Linked DNA regions of Mus musculus: regions 1, 3, 4 and 5 are each linked to region 2. The links are chromatin contacts, called in public ChIA-PET, Hi-C and HiChIP or PLAC-seq maps. All regions are on one chromosome and are shown on one strand. The core of a region is the stretch at or near the end of the contact, and the rest is flanking DNA. Distances in the headings are between cores, read along the strand shown.

Evidence for each region. A called contact is a pair of places that touch in the nucleus more often than the background predicts. ChIA-PET counts read pairs in DNA pulled down with a chosen protein or histone mark. HiChIP or PLAC-seq counts read pairs in DNA pulled down with a chosen protein or histone mark.
Region 1: a contact with region 2 is called in a Hi-C map of epidermal suprabasal cells, with 2.9 times the contacts expected there. The contact joins the enhancer-like site here to the promoter of Ptch1 in region 2. A contact is called at or near these places in 10 of 39 promoter capture datasets (the 3T3-L1 cell line, the C10 cell line, cranial neural crest and 5 more), 1 of 484 Hi-C or Micro-C datasets (epidermal suprabasal cells), 6 of 115 datasets of contacts at active chromatin or transcription factors (the SCID.adh cell line, bone marrow-derived macrophages, craniofacial prominence and 3 more) and 2 of 9 other capture datasets (adipose tissue and embryonic tail).
Region 3: an RNA polymerase II ChIA-PET map of memory CD8 T cells shows a contact between it and region 2, with 26 read pairs. The contact joins the enhancer-like site here to the promoter of Ptch1 in region 2. A contact is called at or near these places in 8 of 39 promoter capture datasets (the 3T3-L1 cell line, 3T3-L1-derived adipocytes, the SN4741 cell line and 4 more), 4 of 484 Hi-C or Micro-C datasets (CD4 T cells, Th1 cells and cerebral cortex), 12 of 115 datasets of contacts at active chromatin or transcription factors (the 230-238 cell line, the SCID.adh cell line, T-cell acute lymphoblastic leukemia and 8 more) and 4 of 9 other capture datasets (adipose tissue, embryonic tail, liver and 1 more).
Region 4: a contact with region 2 is called in an H3K4me3 HiChIP or PLAC-seq map of embryonic limb bud, with 3 times the contacts expected there. The contact joins the enhancer-like site here to the promoter of Ptch1 in region 2. A contact is called at or near these places in 7 of 39 promoter capture datasets (the 3T3-L1 cell line, the C10 cell line, cranial neural crest and 4 more), 10 of 115 datasets of contacts at active chromatin or transcription factors (the NIH/3T3 cell line, T-cell acute lymphoblastic leukemia, bone marrow-derived macrophages and 6 more) and 4 of 9 other capture datasets (adipose tissue, embryonic tail, embryonic trunk and 1 more).
Region 5: an H3K4me3 HiChIP or PLAC-seq map of embryonic limb bud shows a contact between it and region 2, with 4 times the contacts expected there. The contact joins the enhancer-like site here to the promoter of Ptch1 in region 2. A contact is called at or near these places in 9 of 39 promoter capture datasets (the 3T3-L1 cell line, cranial neural crest, embryonic stem cells and 5 more), 5 of 484 Hi-C or Micro-C datasets (embryonic stem cells, nephron progenitors and uterus), 10 of 115 datasets of contacts at active chromatin or transcription factors (bone marrow-derived macrophages, craniofacial prominence, embryonic forebrain and 6 more) and 4 of 9 other capture datasets (adipose tissue, embryonic tail, liver and 1 more).

Annotation. Positions count from the first base shown.
Region 1 is chr13:63,844,533-63,847,232 of GRCm38.p6, reverse strand. It overlaps Ercc6l2 (excision repair cross-complementing rodent repair deficiency, complementation group 6 like 2), which reads right to left. Exons shown (of 19, transcript NM_001013608.3): 7 at 2,547-2,687. Among named protein-coding and RNA genes, the nearest start is that of Ercc6l2, 31 kb to the right of the region's middle. Within about 2 kb of position 1,267, at least 2 of the 459 cell types and tissues checked have an H3K27ac peak or open chromatin away from gene starts, as enhancers often do. A contact at or near this core is called in epidermal suprabasal cells, where this site is marked.
Region 2 is chr13:63,564,347-63,567,046 of GRCm38.p6, reverse strand. Ptch1 (patched 1) reads left to right here and starts at 1,312. Exons shown (of 24, transcript NM_008957.3): 1 at 1,312-1,685. The coding sequence starts at 1,527. RefSeq lists an enhancer at 574-753.
Region 3 is chr13:63,884,927-63,887,626 of GRCm38.p6, reverse strand. The region is part of intron 17 of Ercc6l2 (excision repair cross-complementing rodent repair deficiency, complementation group 6 like 2); the gene reads right to left. Among named protein-coding and RNA genes, the nearest start is that of Gm46423, 20 kb to the left of the region's middle. Within about 2 kb of position 1,351, at least 43 of the 459 cell types and tissues checked have an H3K27ac peak or open chromatin away from gene starts, as enhancers often do. A contact at or near this core is called in the SCID.adh cell line, T-cell acute lymphoblastic leukemia, Th1 cells and 3 more, where this site is marked.
Region 4 is chr13:64,064,976-64,067,675 of GRCm38.p6, reverse strand. The region is part of intron 6 of Hsd17b3 (hydroxysteroid (17-beta) dehydrogenase 3); the gene reads left to right. Among named protein-coding and RNA genes, the nearest start is that of Gm30999, 10 kb to the right of the region's middle. Within about 2 kb of position 1,250, at least 4 of the 459 cell types and tissues checked have an H3K27ac peak or open chromatin away from gene starts, as enhancers often do. A contact at or near this core is called in embryonic limb bud, where this site is marked.
Region 5 is chr13:63,950,985-63,953,718 of GRCm38.p6, reverse strand. No RefSeq gene overlaps it. Among named protein-coding and RNA genes, the nearest start is that of Gm30950, 25 kb to the right of the region's middle. Within about 2 kb of position 1,483, at least 43 of the 459 cell types and tissues checked have an H3K27ac peak or open chromatin away from gene starts, as enhancers often do. A contact at or near this core is called in craniofacial prominence, embryonic limb bud, embryonic tail and 4 more, where this site is marked.

The DNA.
Region 1 (2,700 bases), core at 18-2,517, 280 kb before region 2:
AGTAAAAGCCAAGTACTTAGAAGGATATCCATGATTCGCTGCCCTGGAATCACTCTTGATGATGTAGTGACTATAATGTAGTGGTGTTTACTTAATAAAAGGGAGGCATTATTTATAATAGCCAGAAGCTGGAAAGAATCCAGATGTCCCTCAACAGAGGAATGGATACAGAAAATGTGGTATATTTACATAATGGAGTACTACTCAGCTATTAAAAACAATGAATTCATGAAATTCTTGGGCAAATGGATGGATCTGGCAAATGGATATCATCCTTAGTGAGGTAACCCAATCACAAAATAAGTCACTTGATATGCACTCACTGATAAGTGGATATCAGCCCAGAAACTTACCCAAGATACAATTTGCAAAACACAAGAAAATCAAGAAGAAGGAAGACCAATGTGTGGATACTTCATTCCTCCTTAGACTAGGGAACAAAACACCCATGGAAGGAGTTACAGAGACAAAGTTTGGAGCTAAGACAAAAGGATGGACCATCCAGAGACTACCCCACCTGGGGATCCATCCCATAATCAGCCACCAAACCCAGGCACTATTGCATATGCCAGCAAGATTTTGCTGAAAGGACCCTGATATAGCTGTCTCTTGTGAGGCTATGCCAGTGCCTGGCAAACACAGAAGTGGATGCTTACAGTCATCTATAGGATAGAACACAGGGCCCCCAATGGAGGAACTAGAGAAAGTACCCAAGGAGATAAAGGGGTCTGCAATCCTATAGATGGAACAACAATATGAACTAACCAGTACCCCCAGAGCTTGTGTCTCTAGCTGCATATGTAGCAGAAGATGCCCTAGTTGGCCATCATTGGGAAAAGAGGCCCCTTAGTCTTGCAAACTTTATATGCCCTAGTACAGGGGAATGCCAGGGCCAAGAAGTGGGAGTGGGTGGGTAGCGGAGCAGGGTGGGAGGAAGGAATAGGGAACTTTCGGGATAGCATTTGAAAAGGAAATAAAGAAAATATCTAATAAAAAAATAAAATAAAAGGGAAGTCTCCATTCTGGATGGGACAGTGACAGAAAAGTTGCCATTAAGGAGGTACTAGGAACAACACTAGGTAGGTCACAGTGCTCTAAAGAATTCTTTACTCTCTACTTACGTTGTCACAGCCTGGAAGAAATGAACATATTCTAAAGAAATACTTGTCTCTCAATCTATCAGACTATTGAAACAATAGAGTGCAAGAAAATGGGAATTCCCCCAGGAATCTCACACAGTTCTAACTTGTCAAATCACATCACAGACTGAAGCCCAGGCACTGATGAATCAGTGGTGGGCGGGACCTCACTTTGACTGACACTGCTTACATGTGTACACCCTCTGCCTTCTATTTAAACTTGATCTCACTTCTGGACCCTGAAGATGGGCTTGAGGAATCTGATGGACCCTTGTCCCTCTTCCCAACATAGCTGAGCTGAACAAATCTCCTTTTTCTGCTTTCCATTTTTAAATTTGCTTTTTAAATTGTATTACTGATGAGTAGCCAGACCTGACTTGTGGAACAGGTGGCCCCATAATCTGATAACAAAACTAACTGGGAATGGAAAGGACTGAAAACAGCAAAACCACTTAGGTAGAATAAAAAGCAATCTGGATAAATACATAGGGTCCCTGTAATCATCACAGATATATGACAGAAGAGGTTAAAAAAAAAGAGCAAGAAATATAAAGAGCAGATAGAAAAACAAGTGACTATCCCTTAAAAAGCATTTTGTTCTATTAACCCAAATCTCTATTAAATGGACACTGTGACTAGTAGTCACATCTTCCCAGCAAGCAGTGAATCATTCTTACAAGCAGTGGTGGGAAATTTGTGAAAAGAAAAAAAAATTAAGACGAAAGTAGACTACTTACTAATATGAAGTAAGAAGATACAAATTTGAAGTTTAGTTTCTAAACTATGTTTTATAGCTATTGAATATTGTATTTTGTATGTGGTTATTAAGCATTGTAAAGCATTATTGGTAAGTTGTGTTTACAAATGCGTATGCATGTGATGCAGGCATGTATGTGCTATGGCATGCATCTGAAGGCCAGAGGATAACCTTTTTTAAAAAAAGATTTATTTATTTATTTTATGTGTGTGAGTACATGTCTCTGTCATCAGCCACACCAGAAGGGGGCATTAGATACTATTACAGATGGTTATGAGCCACCATGTGGTTGCTGGGAATTGAACTCAGGAATAGAAGAGCAATCAGTGGTCTTAACTGCCGAGCCATCTCTACAGCCCTAGGGGGTTACTTTCAAGAGCCAGTTCCTGCCTTCTACCTGTTTAGAAGCAGGTTCTCTTACTGAACCATAAGCTCCCAGGATTCTCCATTCACACTCAGATCTTGTGAGGGAGTGGTGGGATCACAGAACCTTTTAATGCACCCCAGGTGGGCTCTAGGGATCAGAACTAAGCTGTCAGGCTTAGCCCCTTGATAACTTCTTAAAAACACTACTTCTGAAGTTAAAGAAATGAAGAAAAGTGGTGTTGCTAACACAAGAGCAAACTGTAGAGATGAATGGAAATGCTTGCCTTGTAACAACACTTTCTGCGCTTCTGGCCACTGCCACAGGTACAAGGCTGAGAGGATGTGAGGATCAGAGCCACATCTTCTGTTTCTAACACTGTTTGGTAGACAGCTTTCTGGAAGTCTGTCAAAGAACAATACACCATCTGTACACAAAGG
Region 2 (2,700 bases), core at 63-2,562:
GTATTGTGTATTGGAGGGGGGCGATAGAGGAGTGAGAGGGGTTTTTAAAAGGGCTGGCTTTTCCCAACATCCTTGCTCGCCTCTTTAACTTTCCATTTTGTTTATCTTAATACGAGGCGTTGTTCCCTGCGAGAGTCTAAGTCTTGCCTTTGGTTATAAAAGAAAAGAGGAGAAAAAAAAATTGGCACACACTGGCGCACTATCCACCACCCTGTCATTATTGGTGCAGGCCTGGGAATTCAAGCCGGACCTCCCAGTATTTGCTGCAGCTTGAGGCCAAAGTGCCTCTAAAAGGGTTTTCTTTGAGGAATCTCAGAAATTGTTTAAGCGCTTAAAAAAATATATTACCTATCCCTCATGTCTATTGCGAGGCAAATGCTCCTGTACGTGTGAGTGTGTGCGTGTGTATGTGTGTCTGTGTGTGTGTGCGCGCGCGCTCGCAAAAGGCGTCTCGAAAAAGAAGACACTGTTGAAAAGAAAAGAAATAAGAAAGAAAGGAGGGGGGAGCATTCCTTAATGGAAGTATTGCATGCGAGAGGGTTGGCGCTGAGCGAGCGCCCCCCCACCCCCAAGCCTGGGATGCACACACGGGGGTTGCCTACCTGGGTGGTCTCTCTACTTTGGTGAGCTGTTGCTAAGCAGCTAATAATAGTCATGTTTGCTGAGTAATTTCTGCCCTCCAAGAGCCAATCGCGTTGCAGAAACCCAAGCCATCTGACAGCCCCGGGGGCGGGAGTTCCAGCCTTTTTCTCTTTCGCTCGCTCTTTCCCCCTCCACCCCCTCCCCTCCTCCTCCTCTTTCTCCAAATGGAGAGAGTTCTTTTTTTTCTTCTTCCATCTCATCTATTGAGTCAAGGAGCTGCTGCGGCCGCTGCCCGCTGCACACACACAGAGCGGAGTCCCCAGGTCCCGGTAGCGAAAGAAGCGCGCGGCGCGGGGGCAGAATGGTCCAGCGGGTCGGTGAGGAGAACAAGAAAGCAGAGTCCGGGACCGAGCAGCCACCGCGAACCCAGCAGCCAGAGAGCGACCAGCCGTTTCAGAAGCCGCCACCGCCAACTCCAGCCGCAGCCGCAGCAGCACCAGCAGCAGCAGCGGCAGCCCCGGCCCGGCATCGTTGAGACTCGCCGGGTACCGTCGCGTCGCCCGCAGCGGGCGCCGAGGGAGCCGGCGCGAGCGGCGGGGGTCTGCGCGCGCCTTCTGCCGTGAAGGGGTCGCGGCGCGGGGCGGGGACGTCTGGGGGGGACTTGGGGACCGCGAGGCGCGCCCTGGAAGCGCCGGCTCTCGCCTTCCCGCGAGCTGGATGTGGGCAGCGGCGGCCGCAAAGACCTCGGGACTCACGCGCAATGTGGCAATGGAAGGCGCAGGGTCTGAGTCCCCGGCAGCGGCCACGGCCGCAGCACCCGCAGCGCCCGCCGTGTGAGCGGCAGCAGCGGGTCTGTCACCCGGAGCCGGAGTCCCCGGCGGCCAGCAGCGTCCTCGCGAGCCGAGCGCCCAGGCGCGCCCGGAGCCCGCGGCGGCGGCGGCAACATGGCCTCGGCTGGTAACGCCGCCGGGGCCCTGGGCAGGCAGGCCGGCGGCGGGAGGCGCAGACGGACCGGGGGACCGCACCGCGCCGCGCCGGACCGGGACTATCTGCACCGGCCCAGCTACTGCGACGCCGCCTTCGCTCTGGAGCAGATTTCCAAGGTGCACTTCTGTCCCCTCCTCCCTCTTCACTTTTCCCTCTTCTTCCTCCTTGGGATCCCTGCCACACAGACACACACACACACTCCTGAGAAAGCAGCAGACAAGTGAAGGTTGAAAAATTCAAACCCTCCCTCCGGACTTTGGAGGAAAGGGCTGTCTGAGGTCCGCAGGGGGTGGAGGGGTGCCTGTGTGTGTGCGTGCGTGTGTGTGGTGTGTGCGCGCGCACACGCCCTCCCTGGTGTGCCTTTTCCGGAGCTTTGGAAACCGTCCTGAGTGGACCACCTCCAGGGCGGCCGCAATGCGGCACTGCCTTCGGCCCCAGCGCCTTTCTCCCGCGCCCCTGCCCACGGTTGCAGCCTAAAGTTCGGCGTTGCCACATTTCTTAACCTCTTTGAGGGGGAGGCGGAGTGGAGAGAGGCGGAGAGAGACAGAGGGGAGGGAGCCAAAGTAAAGGTGGTTTCCTTTTTTGGCAGCCGGTTCTGCTTTCGTTGAGCTTGAAATCTCTGCTCCCTTAAAAATTATTCTCGGGAGAGGACGTCCCCTCTCTTCCAGGTCTTGGGCCGCCTCTTCTCCCAGCCTGCCGGGGAGGGGGGCAGTTGTAAACAAGTTGCCACCTTAAATCTTCGGTACGGGTGTGCGGAACGGCCGGGTTCATTGTGTTTACGAGGCTGGCTGAAATGTGTGGAATCCGGGGAAGGCAAGCACCTAGCCTGGGGCCCGCAGGGGCCCTGGCCAGCACCCCGGGCTCCGCCGCCCGGAGAGCAGCCTGCGCCCAGCCAGGACCCCCGCCGGCGCCGGCCTGGGCCTCTTCCTTGTGCACTCGGCTATTTTAAAGAGTTCACCAGGAGGGAATGGGAGAGGGAGGAAAGATCCTTGTGGCCGCCCTCTTCCGAGCACAAATAGTGTAAGTTGTAGATGGCTGCCGCATTTCCTAACTGAGCTCCCGCGGTGTCTCCTAAGGCTGTGGAAAAGAGTGTGGACCGAACTCTGGCTGCGGGGCTCACCACGTGGACCT
Region 3 (2,700 bases), core at 102-2,601, 320 kb before region 2:
AGTCCACACTAGGTCTTATCAGTCATAATTCTGAACAACTCACTTCTTACTATAGTTTTAGGCTTACATTGGTTATATACCATGAAAGTTATTTATCATCCTGTAACAATATGAAACAGTCAAATGTCCTTGGATAATCTGGATCTTATCTTTTTAGTATTCTTTTTACATTCATTTATTTATTTTGTACTCACATGCCAAGGCATGTGTGTGGAGGTCAAAGGACAACTTTCAGAGTCAGTTCTTTTTTCTATCACAAGGTCCCAGGGTTGCTGGCTTTTACCTGCTTGCTAAGCTGTCTCACTAGCCATCATTCCTTTAGTAAAGTACATGATCTGTAATTCAAAGCAATAGACCTAAGTCAAGGGCCTTACTTTTACTCAAGCAACAGTTTTTCAGTGCAGACTCAACTAAAAAAAAAAAGCTACAGATTTTCCAATATGAAAAGCTTAAGAAAACTGTAGATAGCAATCTTTAATGTCAGTATACTTTCAAAGGAAGGAATCCTTCTACCTTACAGCTCTATGATCACATTTGCATTTTTCTGTTTATTCGGCCACATATGGAATGTGTATATTAGAAAACAGCACTGTATAGTTCAGGGAATATTTATTAAAAAAAACCCAAAACCTCCTTTTATTAACATTAATTAAAATGTAATATAAATTTGAAGGTAAACTGCTAAAGAAAGGTTCTTACATAGAAATGAGAATTTGACAGGGAAAGGCCCTCTCATAACCACATCCTGTAACAAATGTATCAAGAGTTTAAAATCCAGGAGAGTAAAGAACTGTGGGTTTTTTTTTTTCTGTTTTCTTCTTTTCTTTTTAAACACAAGGGTTTTCAGTATAGCTGCAGGAGGCCTTAGAACTAATGATGTAGTCCAAGCTGGCCTTGAACTTGGGTACTTTTGCTTCGGCCTTGTGGTTATACAAGCTTGCCACCGTGATGCTAACTTTTGAAGATAATCATGAAGAGCCTTGTGGTTTAAATGAAAATGGCCCCTCTAGGCCCATAGGGATGGGTACTACTGGGAGGTGTGGCCTTGTTTGAGAAAGTGTCACTGGGCTTTGGGGTTTCTCTCTTCCTGCTGCCTGCAGATCCAGATATAGAACACTCTTCGATGCTGGATGCTGCCATGCTACCTACTGTGACAATCATGAACTAAACCTCTGAACTGTAAGCCAGCTCTAATTAAATGTTTTCCCTTGTAAGTGTCGCTGTGGTCATGGTGTCTCCTCACAGCAATAAAACCCAAACTAAGACAAGCCTCTAGTTTCTATTTTACAGAAAAGGTATTATGGATAATCTCTCTTGGGACTAATTCTGGAGACACATCCATAGCCAGCACACAGAATCTCCCCAGCTCACCTCATCCTACACATTGCAGAGGAAGGCTGCTCACAGTGGTGCACAGACAGGATAGCCTGTCTGTGGCAGGTTACCAGGAACTAGTGAAATCTTTGACTAGGTAGATGAGGAATGGATCTGGCTATGGCGCTGGTTCCTTTTAGGGCACACAAGAAAAGTGGATACCAGTCATACTGATGTCCTAAATCCAGGTGGTTAGCCAGTAATGGGAAACTGGAACTAAGTGGAGATTTTCAAAGGCAGTGGAAAGTCATGATGGTAGAAGGCTGAACTCAGAAAGCTGGTTCTAAGATGAACTGAGGGCCTGCCTATGCCAGTAAAGTCTGGGGCCTACAACTTGTTCCCAAAGCTAAACAGTTCTAAGCACACTCTAAGGTCACCATCATGTGTGGCCCTGCCTCTCCATCATCCTGATCACACCAAGTATGCCACGAAGAATACAAATCAAGTGTTCTTTCAGTTTCTGTTTTCATCAAGCCTTAAACTGTGAAGTCTGAAGCAGCAATGTTTTGTTTACACATCTGTTCAAACAAAAGACTTAAAAAGAGATCTCTTTGGTTAAGGGCCAAACTGTAAGCACACACAAAGGCATAAATTCGCTTATCTTTGCAATGCAAGGAACTGGGAGAGCTATCAAAACAGACAGAACAGTGAAAGAAAATCCATGCAAATGGCAGCTGGATCTAAAGTGATAAAACTGTTTAACGATCTTTGGGCAACAGTGAAAAATATTCAAATTAATTATGCAAGGTTATCATAAAGTAGGGTCTCTGTATTCAACAAAAACCTAAGGCTAAAACCTACTCCTGAACCTTAAACCACTGTCTAGGAAAAAACCAACTGGTTAGTGGATTGAACCCAAATATATACCAAAGCCACATTTTCTGCATATGTTCAAAACTGACAATCAGGCCTGAAAACACAAACATGTTGTGAGAGGAAGAGGGGACTGAAGTTGGAAACTCTAGCTCCTTTCCTCCCAGAAGGTACAATAGCTGCAATCTAAAGCAACTTTATTTTGTGTGTTGGCTTTACGGCAGGATCCTAGGCTAGCCTAAAACTCATCACGCAGCATAGGATGGTACTGAACTTACAATTCTGCTTGAGACTCTGGAGTGCTGGCATGATATAGATGTGCATCTCCATACCCAGTCTGTAGTAAGAAACTTCACAAAACTTGCCTGGCAGACGGCTCAGAAGACATAGGTGCTTGCTTCTAAACCCAATGACCTGAGTTCAATCCCCAAACCCCACACAGTGGAAGTAGAAAACCGAATCCTTCAAGCTCCATGTACATGTAACACACACACACACACACACACACAGACA
Region 4 (2,700 bases), core at 1-2,500, 500 kb before region 2:
CAGGTATGATGATATGTTCCTATAATTCCAGCGACGGTGAGACAGGAGGCAGAGACAGGCAGATCTCCTGAAGCTTGTGAGTCAACTAGCATGACAAACATGGTGAAGTCCCAGGCAAGGAGAACTCAGCTTGTCTCAAACAAAAGACAGAAGGTGCTGAGGACCCCGAAATCATCCTCTAACTTCACTTACATGCCATGCCCCTCCCTTTACATAGAGACATGAAAATAGCATTAGCTGAAGCAATGTCTTAGGTATATTGAGCTGTCGAGTCCTTTGCTTTGGGTCAATTGCAGACTCATTTATGCCATGATTCCCTCAAAGCTAGTCCATTTATACCTCTGTGTGAAGAAAAAGAGGGCCTCCTGCCTGGAAAGACAGTTTAGAAACTGGTACTGCTTAAGAATGGACACAGCCGGGTTCCATGTGACATGGTGAGGAGTTAAAGCTTCAGTGTGAACAAAATGTTTCCCCTTCCTCTGAGCCCATAGGACCTCCACCACATTGCGCAGCTAATGAGTGAGCTCTGAGCTCTCTGCCTATGCTTACCCCACAGCTGGTCTCTCAGCTCATCCTTGAAGTTCACATCTGTATGTGGCAGCCTTGCTGATCTCTCTTGGCAGTCAATAGACCTGCAGGGAGCAGCAAGGTAGAAACTCTGATTTCAAGTTGATGGGGTGAGTGTGGGGTCCAGTTTCAGGGTCTGGAACATAAGATGGCTGAGGAGGACCAGGTTTCAAACATCAAAAGGGAAAGCTGGCTAGCACCCTTCTCCACGGGCAGTTGTTTCAGGTGGATAAGCTCCCTGGCAATAGTTCATCATTGGTTGTTTTTCTGTCAGCACACTGGAATGTTACAGCTTCCTGCTTGGTTATTATCGAGTGCTCATGGGGTTTGTATGCTAAGCAATCTGTGGCTTTTTAAAGCTCCCAGCTGATGTGGCTTTAAGGTTTATGTGGTCAACTGTTGTTGAAGCTTATCATTAAAATCGTTTTACATTATTTTAGACATTGATCTTTCAATCGTGGGCTGTTTGATCATCTAGATTTCCTCAAAGGGGATTTGATAACCTTCTGATTCCTTTACTACAGAAGTGCTTTGATTTGAATTTATAAAGTTTTATTTATTATAGACACTGAACTCCCTAAGCAACAAAGAAAATAAATGAAAAGTCAGCTTCTAAATATACCGTGCACTCGTTAGCCTGGCTGGCTGGAAGCATGACCCACAACTCTTAGTGATTTCAAGGGTGTTGTCTGGCAGCAGTGTGTATAGGCAAGCACATGCTCTTGCTGGTCAAGGGCAGAGGTAGGAGAGAAAGTCTGGGGGACTAGGAAGGTGGGAGAGTTGACTTTAGAGTTAATTTTCTTGTTACTGTGCAAATGGGGGACTTGGCAGATAAGACCCATGTTTGGATCCCTAGCACCCACATAAAAAGGTTGAGTGTGGCTGTAACTACAGTGCCAGGGAGCAGGGACAGGGTTTCTGGCGCCTTCTGGCCTCCAACCTAGCAAAAAACAAGTGGGCTCTTAGTTCAGGGAGAGGCCTTGTTTTAAGGGAATAAGGTGAAGAAAGATAAGAAAGACTCCTGGTGTCCTCTGGTTTCTCTGTATATGAGCAAACACTCACACATATACACATACAGACACACACATCCACACACACACATATACACATACATGTGCACACACACATCCACACATACACACACACATAAACATATACACATGTGCACACACACACACATCCACACACACACCCACACACATATCCACATACACACACATACACACACATACATCCACACATCCACATCCACATATACACACGTGCATACACACACATCAACACATGCACAAACATCCACACACATATACACATAGACACACATACATGCATGTATACAAATACATACATGCACACACACACACACACATATATACACATGTGCACACACATGTACACATACACACATGCACATACACTTACACACATACATACACATACACACATGCATACATATACACACATGCACACATACATACACACACATACACACATACCTACACATATGCACACACACACACACACACACACACGATAGAAGCAACTTGACAGAAGGAAGGATTCCTTTGGCTGTCATCCATTATGGTGGTGAAGGAGGGCACAGTGCATTAGTCCCAGGAAAGCAGCATGGAGGGAGCATGACACAGCTGGTCATGTTGTGTCCAAAGTAAGGGGCAGAAAGAGAGGAGTGCCGGTGTCTAAGTTCCCTCTCTCCTTTTTATTCAGTTCAGGACTCCAGCGGGGGGATGGTGCCACATTCTCAGGGTCTGCCTTTGTCAGTTACACATTTCTGGAAACACTCATAGATGTACCCAGATATGTATATTTAGGTGACTTCAGAGCCTGTCAAACTGAGTATGAAGATTAACCACCACAGACGCTAAATACTGGGAACTTTGGGGCAGGGACGGATGCTGCACAGTGGTGTCTGCATAACAGATAGTTTGCCCAGTAAGGCTAAGAGAGCTCCTGTGGGAGACATTGAGGATGATCAAGTGTGTCCAACAAGATGAAAGTGGTGCCCTGGAGTGCATACCACTCAGTCTAACCTCTCATCCTTCTCTCTTTTCCCTCAGAGGCAGAGGCAGTTTTTACAGAGGTGTGAGTCTTCCTCACTACAGTCTCCCCCTGCCC
Region 5 (2,734 bases), core at 234-2,733, 390 kb before region 2:
TGAAGTTTTTGTGTTGACTTCACCACAACGATGGACTGTAAGCTAGAATTGAAAGCTGAAGTGAACCCCCCTTCCCCTAAGTTGCTTCTTAGGTGGGGCAGGGTTCAGTTGTTTTATCACAGCAATGGAGTGAGACTAGGACATTATATATGAAGAGCTAACTTGCTATATTTTTTAGATGCTGTCTTCGTTAGGGTTTTACTGCTGTGAACAGACACCATGACCAAGGTAAGTCTTACAAAGGACAACATTTAATTGGGGCTGGCTTACAGGTTCAGAGGTTCAGTCCAGTATCATCAAGGTGGGAACATGGCAGCATCCAGGCAGGCATGGTACAGGAGGAGCTGAGAGTTCTACATCTTAATCTTAAGGCTACTAGCAGAATACAGGCTCCCAGGCAGCTAGGACAAGGGTATTAAAGCCCATACCCACAAGACCACACCTACTTCAACAAGGCCACACCTCCCAACAATACCACTCCCTAGGCCAAGCATATACAAACCATCACAGATACTTTCTCTAGCCCCAGCTGGCCTTGAACATGTAAAATCCTCCAGCTTCTACTTCCCAAGTGTGTGCCACCACATCTGGTTATAAGAGACAACTTCTTGAGGGCCTTTTCAACATCTTGGGCAAAGATAACAAGATATAGAAGGGGTTTTCCTAGGCACTTAGAGTGAGCCAGACTATCCTTAGTAATACTGAATAATGTTAATTCTCAGAACCCCAGGGTCCTATGGATACTGCTAGTATCTATAGCACAGCACAGCCATCTTCCTAAACCCTGGCCAGGCTCCTCTTCATCATATCCCATTAGTCTATGTCAATACAATTTAATTTCATCTCCAGACAATACTATTTTAGCCCTTCAGGGCTTAATGGCCAGCAGCTGGGAGTTCTGGTTGAATGGTTCCTCTGGGGGGAAAAGATGGAGATCTCTCCAGCCTACAAATAGAGTGAGCCTCATGGCCATCCTGTCTGGCCTTCTCTGCAAAGGCAGCACTTCGGAGTCACAGAAGCATTCAAAAGTGTCACTTTTATGCCCCATGGGTGGATCCAAATTTTGATTTCAGATTACTTTAAAAATTTCCATCCCACAAGGGAACCCTGGTCTAGATAAAGAGGTGAGTGTCTACTGCAGCTGACTTCCTTTGGTGACTAATTATTCTGAGGTAATCCACTGCTTTAGAGCTGCAATGTATCCTTCACACCTCCTGCTCCATCATTTATAAGCCCTATGGATGAGAGAGAGAGAGAGAGAGAGAGAGAGAGAGAGAGAGAGAGAGAGAGAGAGAGAGAGAGAGAGAGCGCAGCAGTAACTTTTATTGGCTGCTGAAATGCATTAGGTTGCATAGACTTTGAACTGTGTGGGGGAAGATAGCTGGGCATGTAACCAGAATAACTCGCATCCGTCTCCATCTCAGCTCCCTTAATAAACCTCTGCATTGTTTTATGCCCAGGATTTATTGATGACCTGCAGTGGCCCTCTCCCAGGCCTGGCCCGCTGGGGTGTTTGTGGGGGAAAGGGCAAGGAACAAGGCCCACTCCCTGACCCAAGCTGCCCCATAAATCAGGCCCTGCCTTGGGCTGTGATGGGGAGCCAGATGGTAGCTGTTATTGCAGGAGCTCGACAGGAATCAAGGCCTGTGATCTTCCCTGTTGTTAACAGGCCTGATTTTTTATGGCTGTCAGCGTCCTTGCAATGGCTGAGGGAGGCATGCAGGGAGAGTGCAGGGGCCCCATCGCTCTAGAGCTAGGCTTTTTGCTCCCGAGAGGACAAACTGCACAGGTTGTTCCTTCTTCCTTGCTGACCGGGGGTCTTGGCCTCAGACTATGTTTTTCTGAAGCAGCTTCTTAGGGTGCACAAGTGGCAAGGCTATATATAAACAAACACCTTCTAGAAGGGAAAAATGGTGGCAAGCTTCCTTTGCTGATGGCCTGTAGACCCTTAACATCGTGACTCTACCTGAGAGGGGACAGCTGGACCTTTCCGTTGAAGTGACAGCTGAAACTCAGAGGTGGTATTGCTGCCTAGAATGCAGTCCCAAACACTGTGGATGCTGAAATAAAAGAAATTACTAAAAACTACTTGGAGGATGTTTGGATTCTTGCGTTTTCAGAACGGATAGATGGAAAGTTTAGGAAGGATAAGGAGGGAGAATGGAGGGGACAGCGGGGAAAGCAGAGTTTCCGAGACCCAGAGAGAAACTCCAGTCAGCTCGGAGGTATCTGATTAGGGGTATTAGCTGCCGAGATCCGGTCATTAAGGTGGGGTAGACCACAGCGGGCGTAGTGGCCTGGACACCACCGTGGAGGTAAACAGCTTATTAAGTCCTTGTGTGGTCCAGAGGCCTGTTTCCAACAGGCACAACCTCCCAGAAAGAACAGAACTGGCCCAGGGCAGGGTTGTGTGGCCAACACCAAACAGCCTACCAACACTCGGAGCAGATAGTAACAAACTCCCAGCTGCAGCCAAGTGGTTCACAGGGCAAGAGAGCAAAGCTATTTATTTATTTCTGTAGGGCTTGAAGCTAGCCTTGGATCATAGGGAGGTTAAGCTTACAGATAAAGCAGACATTCCCAGGAAATCACATCTAGAGAGTTCCGTTGGGGGGTGGGGGTGGGGCATCCAAGTTCTTAGAAACCTTTTAGGCACACTTGGACCACCTCTCCCCTCTGCAATCATATGCTGCAGAAGGAATGAACCCGCAGCCACATGTCCAGTTTCAACATT